Linked DNA regions of Capsicum annuum: region 1 is linked to region 2. A link is a contact called in public Hi-C data. All regions are on one chromosome and are shown on one strand. Each heading gives the region's core, a stretch centred on a gene start, on an enhancer-like site or on the middle of the called end of the contact. The rest is flanking DNA. Distances are from core to core; before and after follow the strand shown.

Region 1 (5,133 bases), core at 16-2,515, 130 kb after region 2:
GGTAATAATCATTCCAAAATCTGCGGTAGTAACCATTCCAAAATCCTTTCTGTTGTATCCTACACATAATGGAAATTTTGTTGTTTGGCTGGGACACCTTATCCCACGATTAGTTATCCCACCCACAATATGAGATAAAAATAACATTATCATCGTGGGCTAACTAATCTCGATGAGTTATCACATGCATTTTATCCCAACCAAATGTGTGAATTCTAAAATTAATTTCAAAATTAGTTATCTCTCATCCTTTATACCAAACGAATCTCAGTGCACTGCACTGCCCCTTTTATCTTTTTCCGTTTCCATATTTTTATCCCCATTTTTTCCCTTTCTTTTAGTAACCTTTTACCATTGCAAAGTTGATTTGATCCATTCACAAATGTATCTCCTAATCGAGATTGAGAAGTTCCTCTCTATATGGGTCCATTGATCCAAAAAACACTTACCACATGTTCAATTGTTCAATAGGAAAAAATTGTAATTGAAGTGTGTAAATAAAATTTCTAAAAAATTTAAGAGATGATTAATGTAAATAAGCATTTTTGTAATTGAAGCGTGTAAATAAAATTGGAAAAAATACATAAAGTAACATACTTAAGTATTAAATTACAAAAAATAGCAACACTTTTATCAAATTATATTTTGTACCATATGTATTTGGATGTATTTGTATTTTTATAGCAACAGTTTGTAAAAATACAAAATACATATCGATCATAAGAGCAATAAAAATCATATGTATTTGTATTTTTGTAGCAACAGTTTGCAAAAATACAAAATACAACTTGTTATAGCAAATAAGTATGCTATTTCTGAATTTTACCCAAAAAAATTTTCTAAAAAAATTTAAGAAATGGTTAATGTAAATAAGCATTTACTTTTTATATACCAGAATAAAGTACCTGAGGTAAAACTGTCAAATTTAGTCAAAGTCAAACCCATAAATAATTACAGTACTAATTACCTAAAAGAAGCCATAAATACTGGTTAACAGCAAAAAATGTGAAAAGTAAATTTGACGACAACATGTTGCTGATGAAAAATAGAGAATCCAAGAAACCTTATTTTATTCAAAACAAAATATAGCCGTTAAACAGAAGATCCTCCAACGGCTATCTTTCTCCTTAATCCACCAATCCAAATCCTTCAAATCGTCCTCTTTATAGCTTATACATTGTCCATTGTCATCTCCAATCACTGCAACAATCTCTATCTGTTTTAAAAAATTCTCCTTCTTTACTTGATTTTCTCGCTTATCTCTCAAAAACAAAATTCACGATGAATGATTTGATGACAAAATCTTTCACTAGCTACGTTGATTTGAAGAAAGCAGCGATGAAAGACGCTGAATCCGGTCCAGATTTGGAAATGGGTATGACTCAAATGGACCAAAACCTCACTGCTTTCTTAGAAGAAGCTGAAAAAGTGAAAGTTGAAATGAATTCGATCAAAGACATTCTTCGTCGTTTACAAGACACGAACGAAGAAAGCAAGTCCTTAACCAAACCCGAAGCTCTGAAATCGATGCGTAATCTTATAAATTCGGATATTTTAGCTGTGTTAAAGAAGGCAAGAGCTATAAGGTCTCAGCTGGAAGAGATGGACCGGTCTAATGCAATAAACCGGAGGCTTTCGGGGTGTAAGGAAGGGACACCGGTGGATAGGACTCGATTTGCAGTGACGAATGGGCTGAGGAAGAAGCTTAAGGAACTTATGATGGATTTTCAGGGACTGAGACAGAGGATGATGAGTGAGTATAAGGAGACTGTTGGGAGAAGGTACTTTACCGTGACCGGTGAGCAGCCGGATGAAGAGGTTATTGACAAGATTATATCTAGTGGAAATGGTCAAGGTGGTGAAGAATTTCTTTCTAGAGCTATTCAGGTATGCCTAATAAACCCCAAAAAATCATGTCTTTTTCCCCAATTTCTCTCCCTTCTCCTAATTTCTTGAATTGTTTCTGGTGGCTTAATTTGAAGTGTTTTATTTCATGATTTGAGTGATTAAACCCAATTTATTGAATTTTGGACTGTTGTTAGTTCAATGCTATGGAGAGTATTCATAGAGTCGCCCAACAAATATTGAATCTTGGAGTGTCATTAGTTCTAATCTATAGTGAGAATTCATATAGCCGTCCATCAGTAGTTCAAATCTAGAGTAAGAATTCATTTAGCCGACCATCAAATTATTTGAATTTTGGATTGTTACTACTAGTCCAAAGAATTCATATAGACTTACAGCGATCTCCTAGTTATTGATTTTTCAACTGCTGCCAACTAAATCAAAAGACAGGATTCTCATAAGCCAACCAAAACAAATACTTTTTTAAGAATTCTCTCTGTTTCCCCATTTTTTCTTTCTGTAGAGAAACAGTAGTTTTGTTGAACTTGTTACATGTTGGCTTAGTTTGAAGTGTTTGTTTTCAAAATTTACAGAGTTCATTTTGTCTAATAACCCTAATTAAAGAAATTTGGAGTGAGAATTCATATAGTTTACCATCAAACTATTGAATTTTGGACTTTTACTAGTCAAATTGATAATGAGGAGATTCATACAGCCGTCTCCAAATTATTGAGTATTCCAGTGTTCAAAATCATTGTTGAACTTTGAACTGTTACTAGTTCAAATGGAAAGCCAAGATTCTTATATTCAAGCAAACTAAATTGGATATGAAGCATAGTTGATATCTTGTCTAACAAACTTTGTTGGTGGGTGCAGGAGCATGGAAGGGGAAAGGTCTTGGAAACAGTGGTGGAGATACAGGACCGTCATGATGCGGCTAAAGAAATCGAAAAGAGCTTGCTTGAGCTGCACCAGATATTCTTGGACATGGCAGTGATGGTTGAGGCACAAGGAGAGAAAATGGATGATATTGAGCACCATGTGGTGAATGCAGCCCAGTATGTTAATGATGGAACCAAGAACCTCAAGACTGCAAAAGAATATCAGAAGAGCAGCAGGACATGGATGTGCATTGGCATTATAATTCTCCTGATTCTGATCCTGGTAGTCATCATCCCAATTGCTACCAGTTTCACTAAATCTTGAAGAGGCCCCATGGGGGATACAACTGAGCTTGTTTGCTAGCGTTTCCATTCTTTATATTCTTTTGTAGCAGTTACTTTGATCACTCTCGTGAGAATTATGTGTATGGTTTAGTAGAACAAGGTTGTTATTCTATATTTTATTCTGTGTGAACCTTAATAGATTTGCCGTTTTCGTTAACATATCTTCTGTTTTCTGATGCTAAACTATAGTTTAGCACCTACATTTGTTACAATATTTTGAGACATGTCTCACAAATAGGCAATTTGTTCTGCCAAACAATAGAGATTTACTGCCATAATCCAACCAAAACGCAGACCAGGAAGCTGATAAATGAGATGTCTTTCTTTCTTAGTCTGATAATTGCATAGCAAATGTTAAGAGACGTATTTGATGTTGATCACAAGAGGGGTCTATGTAGTCTTACTATGTCATTTGCATCTTTCACTTGGACAACTGATTAAATCCCCCCATTGCCATCATGTGAACTTGTAAATTTAGCAAGATGAATCGCACTTCTGTGGGAATGTGATTAGCTCTAGACTCTAGTTATGCTGTATTTTTTTTAATCAAGGTATATGCAGGTAATAATTAATCTTAATTAGTTTTCCATTAAATAATCTTTCATCGCTTAAATTATACTACCTCTAGTATAAAATTTGTAAAGAAGAAATAAAACTAGAACAGCCCCAAGTCACCACAACCTGAAAATATACTGCAAAGTCGCAACTTGCTAAGTAGATGAGCCAGAAACTATACTAAAAGCTCTTTCCATTTGAACCCTCCTACATAAAAGAGGATAAAAATGTTCTTAATATGAGAAAGAATGATTCAAGAACTTAGAGGTTCTTTTTAGGTCTTGCTGTAATCAGTTTAATTAATAAACACAGCTAGAAAAACCACATTGACAAGTAGAATTTTCCAAGTAATCAGATGATTCAAATCACGATTGAATGAGAAAATTATTTGTTCATAGCTGTGATGGCTAACCAACCACAGGAATTCTCATACCTTTGTTTGTCAACAAACACAAAGGCAATTTTGGGTAGTTAAAAAAATCAAAGTCAGGAGCTTATATATAACAAGCAGTCCTCCCCTTGAATTTTGTTTTTGATTTTGTTGAAGAAAGCTCAAAATAACTTTGAACCCATTATGATAAATACCCATATACATGGTCAAGCTAAAAACCCAAGAAAAGTAAAGAAAATACTCCGTTGTACTTTATTTTTCCTTGTGTTTTTTGGTTAACTGGATGGTTAGATAAATAAAAACTTAAACAGTGTACATACAAATTCCAGCTAAGATCAGTCTGGGTTAATAGCAAAAAATAAGTGGATTTGCCCCACTTGGGAATCATTATAGAATTTAATTGTTCTTTTGAAGCTAGTTCCTAATATGTCTGCTCAAGCTGCTTTACGGACATAAATTAGGAGCTACAAAAACTTGTGATCCATCAAAAGTTGCAAATTTTGCTCCACGTTTTGCAAGCACATCTGCTACACTGTTCTGTTCCCTACAGTTGTGGTGTACCACTGATCCTTCCGGTCTTCTTAATCTTGACCTGCAATCATCAAAAACAATATTATAGAATAGGTTTACCTCTTTTAACATTATTATAACCTTTTGAGAATCAATGCTAATCTCTATGAGAAGAAGGTTATGAGATTCAACAATTCTAAGCCCCTCATTGAGAGTCATGAGCTCCATCTAGTTATTGATAATATTGAGGTAACTCTTGTTGGAACTAATGATCTGGTCACCATTATGGTTTCTGATGACTCCATTTAGTTAGTTTTGCGATGAGGTCACTCCAAAAATCATGAGTACAGGGGCAGTCAAAGAAAATGTGGGTGGTGTCCTTAGTGTGAAAAGTTATAAATAGGACATTGATTGATGCTTATTCCCATATTAGAGAGAGTGGAGTTGCTTTGGAAGCCTGATACAGTGGAGTAGTCAAAAAAAGAAGTTGATTTTGTTGGGTGTAGGGATTTTTCAAATCGATTCAAAGTTTTTCTCCATATTGTCAGACTCTCTTTCATCTTGTTGGCTAAAAAGTGGTAAGTAGTGACACTGGAAAATAGCTCA
Region 2 (5,437 bases), core at 2,061-4,560:
CGTATTAATCTTTAACCTTTAATGACATAACCCAATAGAAAGTGGTCAAAAAGCACATGAAGCATAGGTGAATAACCTGGTTTTGTACAGATCTTGGGGCCTGCAAACTATTTGCTTCAGATGGCTTCTGTGCAGCACTCATGTCTCCTGCATCATTCCTGATAGGACGTGTTCCATGAGAAGCACGCCTCTCAGTTGCCAGAGCAAATGGCTGGGGAACAGTGTACTTTGTTTTATAGCTTCCAGCAATAGATTTGGTTACTGGTTTCACTGAAGTTCTTGGTCTCCTGTTATCATCTTTTACCTTTGAACTTGGTCGATCTTGTTCTTGTCTGCTCTCAACTGGCATTTCAGCTGTACATTCCTTCGCTTCATAATACTGCGCTTCAACATTCTCATTCAGCATATCAGTTCTCTGCTCCCCAGTGACATGCTCAGGTGACTGCAACAAATCTTGATTACCGTCTCTCAAGTAATTTGAATCCGGAGAAACACCATCTGAGTAACTTATTTTACCACCTTGCTCCTTTTCCATACAGATATCTGTAACTTCTAACCCTATCAACCTCTGGAAAAAAAGTCATTAAAATAAGAAAGCATTACTTACAACTAAGGGCTTCATCATGCTAGAATATCTTTTGAATCCATCACCAGAATTGGTAAAGTAATTTGATTTATTGGTTTTTCCTTGAAACATTGTTTGTTTCTTTATGTGTTAATAACTCTGCACAAAAACTACATAGATTTCTTTATCCAAACAGGTTTGAATGGTTCCACTAAAGTTAAGGAAACGAAAAACATTTCTTTAGTAAGTTCTAGTATCAAAAGGCCTCCTGCTTAAGAAATAGGACCTTCCATAATATTCAGTAGTTATTTATCAAAATAACAATTGAATTTTTCCTCTTTTTTGCATAATCGATGATGTAATGATATAATGATATTAAGGTTTCAAGGTATTGTTTAAACAACTTATGCATACTGAATAAGCAAGTGTATGAAAACTTGGATTTATACTTCATAAACAATCATATGCAAAATCTGGAGACAGTTGACTGTGAATTTTGCAGTTAGAGGAACATCTATCCTTGTTTTGAGTTTTGACCCACTAAATTGTGCATAAAATAAACTTAAGGATACCCATCATCAGAAGGACATTAAGCTTCTCAGTGAGGTGGCAAATTGGATCGAGATTAACTCTTAGGTACTAGGAATCAGCATGCTGATGTGCCAAATGCACATCGTCAGACAAGGCAGAAAAATCATATTGTTCCAAGAAAACAAATGCTCTAAATAATTTCTGCGATAATTAATGATTGAAGCCCTTTGATATCCATTAAAAACCTTGATTGTTAGACAAGTAAATCTCATGAAAGAAAATCAAAGTTCCCTAATATCCAGGTTATATTAGAAGTTTAATTTTGTCTCGTTCCTTGATAAAAAAATACACCACCAGAACAGACAACAATGATGACGCTGAAGTAGCTTTATCTTATTCCACAAAAACATTTGCTTTCAGTTTAACATGGATTCGGCCTCCAGCAGAAGTTTCTGAATCGATTTCTCCAGCTTACGGAGGACATGACCCTAGATAGGAAAGTATGGAGGGCGCGGATAAGGGTAGAAGGTTAGTGTGAGTGTGTGGGTTGTAGCGAGTAGTTAGGTGATTTCTTGTGTAGCCAGGTTAGTAATCTTTGGACTGTGTCCATAGGTAGGAGTCTCTAGCCAGGAGAGTTTGGGTGTGGTGGACGTTTTTGGTCTGTGTGTGTATGTTCCTACTTGGTGGGTGTCCTATTTTTTTACTTCGTATTTTGTAGTGCTCTTATTTCTCTTATCTCGCATTTTCTATGATTTCTATTTTTGATATTTTTATTCCATATTTCTGTTATGTCATCCATCCTGCTGCTTGTTTCATTACCGCCTTGTTTACTATTCTTTATCTTGAGCCGAGGGTCTATCAGAAACTGCCTCTCTATTTTTTCGGAGGTAGCAGTATGGACTGCGTACATCTTACCCTCCCCAAACCCCACTTTGTGGGAACACCCTGGGTTTGTTGTTGTTGTTGTTGTTGTTTCTCCAGCATCAGGTGATTGCTATTGTGCATTTGAGATTAGACCATTTCAAGCACACATTTCTAACAAAAGTAGCAAGGGAGAAGCCTTGTAATAATAAAATCAATGCTGGGCAGTGCAGCTTAGGATCAATGGATTGGTGTCCTAAAACTAAATAAAAGAAAGAGCCAGAATTTTTTGCTTGTCAATGATTAATGAAACAAGGAGCCTCCATAAGGTGAGTCCAAGACTATAAACAGAAAATATGCATGCATTTGTACATTATATACAGAAGCATAGAAAAGGTAGTCCTGTTTACAAAGCATCCCCATGTTCACGGAGGGTCCAGAGCAGGCCGCACCTCAAGGGGGTCTGATACAGAAACATATAGCTACAGGAATACATACACATATGAATAAAAATAGTGTAAAGGGGATCAGTATAATTTGTGCCAATCTCGGAAAAGATATTACACAAACTTCATGATGCATTACATAGAATTTGAATACCTATCTGAAAAATGTAAAGGTACAGCAAGAATACACTTCGAAGATAAATTTACAAAACTCCAAAAAATGATGGAAAAGGGAGCTAAAGAATGTGAGTTCTTATCTAGAAATCAGAATCTGAACTTTTTTAAAAAAAAAATGGGGACACAGGGGAAGAGATTACAAGGTGGGGAATCGAACCCCAAGAAGAACCAACTAAGCTATCAGCAATCGAACTCGAAACGCATTTCATAATGCAACATCCATCACATTCAAATCCTTAAAACCAGACAAAGAAAGATAGAAGACATTAAAGAATCGTAGCATATTTCGGTTTTACCTAGGGATATACATACTTTTGCAGCAGCTTCATAGTGCTATTTATTTAACACAATTATTACCCTCACAAAATCACCACATTGGCTATATTTCCAAAAATGAATAATAATATAGCATATTGTAAAAAGATCTTTTGCTATATAGATCTACCCCATAATGTACATAACATCACGATAACCAAATCCAACAACAAATGCAAACGGATCAAAATATTCTCACAAAAATAATACTAATAAATAAATGTACCCAAAATACAAAACTTTGAGTATTCTCCGTCACATACCTTGAGAAAGATCTATATGTTTGCTCCTCCTCTATATATGTGCCTTCTCTTACCCAGAAAATGTATGAAGTTATTTTTGTTACAAATAATAAAGTAAAAGAGGACAGAGGAAAATATATATATATATATATATATATATATATATATATATATATATATATATATATATATATGCTGCTATTTATTTATAGCAGAAAGACAGTAAAATAGAAAGAGCACGAAAAATAAGGAGTTCTTTATGTTATTTTTATTTTTAGATTTTTATGGATTTAGACAAAAAAAAGGAAAGGGAGAATACGATATTTTATTTCCTAAAACAATAAGGGCTCGTTTGGTAGAGTGTATTGGCAAAAATAATGCATGTATTAATTAATGTGTATTATGAATACCTTATTTGGTACAATTTTTAGTCAATGAATAACTAATACAAGCATTAGTTATAAAGTGTGTATTAAACTAATACAAACATTAATTATACACTCTATTGTGTATTAAAGTGTATATTATTAATACCACTCATTTTCTATATATTGGTAATGTAAAGTTTTTAATACATGCATTAACTTATTAAATGATTTTAATACCCCTCAATTTCCCTCTCAAAATATTTCACCATTCTTTTTCCTGTCATTTTAATTTGCAATAGTGAATCTTTTCAAAACATTTAACAATTTTTTTTCCCACCATTTTAATCTACAACAATGAATAATTGAATTAAATAATTGTAACATATTTTTTCTTTGCTTCAAGGATCTTTAAAAAGATTAAAAAAAATTGAAACTATTTCTTAATTTTACGTCTTATATTTTATTTTTGTTTCGACTATGTTAATCCGTTGGCATAATATTTCATGCGCAAAGACGAAGGTCTTGCAATTAATCCGAAACCTATATATATTAGTTCAACAATACTAATTATATTTGAGATGATAAAAAAAAATTGTTGCAAAAAAGTGTACAAAACTAAAGAAGAGTATTTTTGTAAACAAATATTTCTTTTATAGAAATTATATAAGATGTATTATTTCTTATACATCAAACCAAACAATGTATAAGAAATAATACATGCATAACTAATACAAGCATAAGTAATACAAACATTACTAATGCAGGCATTACTAATATATTATATTTTACATTGATCTTATACACTCAACCAAACGACCGTAAAGGAGTAGAAGATGTATTATATTATATTGATATGCATTTGCTAATACTAGTAACTTTGCACAAAAATTATATGACATAGATTGTAGTTTTATCTTTTTTTGAGCCTTATAATATTCATATTAAGGTCCAATTACTCAGATATGTACACCATAAGAATTAATGTTTATTTTGTGGGCTAACCCTTCAATTTTATTTTTATATATATATAAAATTTTAACTTGAAATCTCTAATTAAAAATAATGAAATCTCAAACATTCAAACATCCTATCATAACTTACTTAGTTATAAACTTATATCATACTACTTTTTTTTTTATATAGCAAACGAGTATAGAAGACCAATTATTGTGGCCTTTGCCATTGATTTGTATCCCTTGAAGAGGACAAAATTAATTTAAAGATTATTATAATGAAAGCAATTAAAGGGATTACATTTCAACATCCAGAGAAAATTTGTTTTTTTAACCTCTCAAAATTGAAAATCCTCTTGCCGGTGGATCTTTACAAATTTAATAAAGTGCTAAATCATTTAATTATTGATATGTTATGTTAGTTTATTTAAATTATTATTTTATATTTGAGGATGATATAATTTTAAAAACTCTAACTATAATATATTCCTTAATAGGAACCAATAATCTACATTACAATTAAATCAAAAATTAAGTATAATGACAATGATGTGTGTCTAGTCTAGTTTTTCTAATGCTTTTTAAATTTGTCAAAACACATATTTAGCAAAGGATAATTGTATCCACATAGTGATCATGGACAGAGCTATATGAATAATATGTTTTTTATTATGTATGATTTGGTTGAATTGTCTTTATCAAAAAATTATATTACTTAAAGAAAATATTTCTTGTGTATATATAAATTATTAAGTACTTTTAACATAAGGAAAGTTTATAATGTGATGCCAAAAGTTATTTACTATTTTTTTTAGAAAACAATATTAGCATAATCTTGCTAAACCCAAGTAGATTACAACTAAAATTCCTGAAACTTGACTCTTTAACCATAAATAGTTAGAAAGTCGAAAGGAATCATTGCTTTAATTTGTTTCAATCTTTGATTACTATTTGTTAACCCTACTGATAAAGTCTCACA

Evidence for each region. Hi-C and Micro-C count contacts between places; a contact is called where the count stands out from the background.
Region 1: a Hi-C map of leaf shows a contact between it and region 2, with 2.0 times the contacts expected there. The contact joins the promoter of LOC107873272 here to the promoter of LOC107873274 in region 2. A contact is called at or near these places in 2 of 5 Hi-C or Micro-C datasets (both in leaf).

The regions. Positions count from the first base shown.
Region 1 is chr6:76,397,946-76,403,078 of UCD10Xv1.1, forward strand. It overlaps LOC107873272 (syntaxin-related protein KNOLLE), which reads left to right and starts at 1,266. Exons shown (of 2, transcript NM_001325027.1): 1 at 1,266-1,887; 2 at 2,722-3,230. The coding sequence starts at 1,282. The coding sequence ends at 3,051.
Region 2 is chr6:76,265,910-76,271,346 of UCD10Xv1.1, forward strand. LOC107873274 (protein WVD2-like 3) reads right to left here and starts at 3,311. Exons shown (of 7, transcript XM_016720047.2): 1 at 3,159-3,311; 2 at 77-568. The coding sequence starts at 535.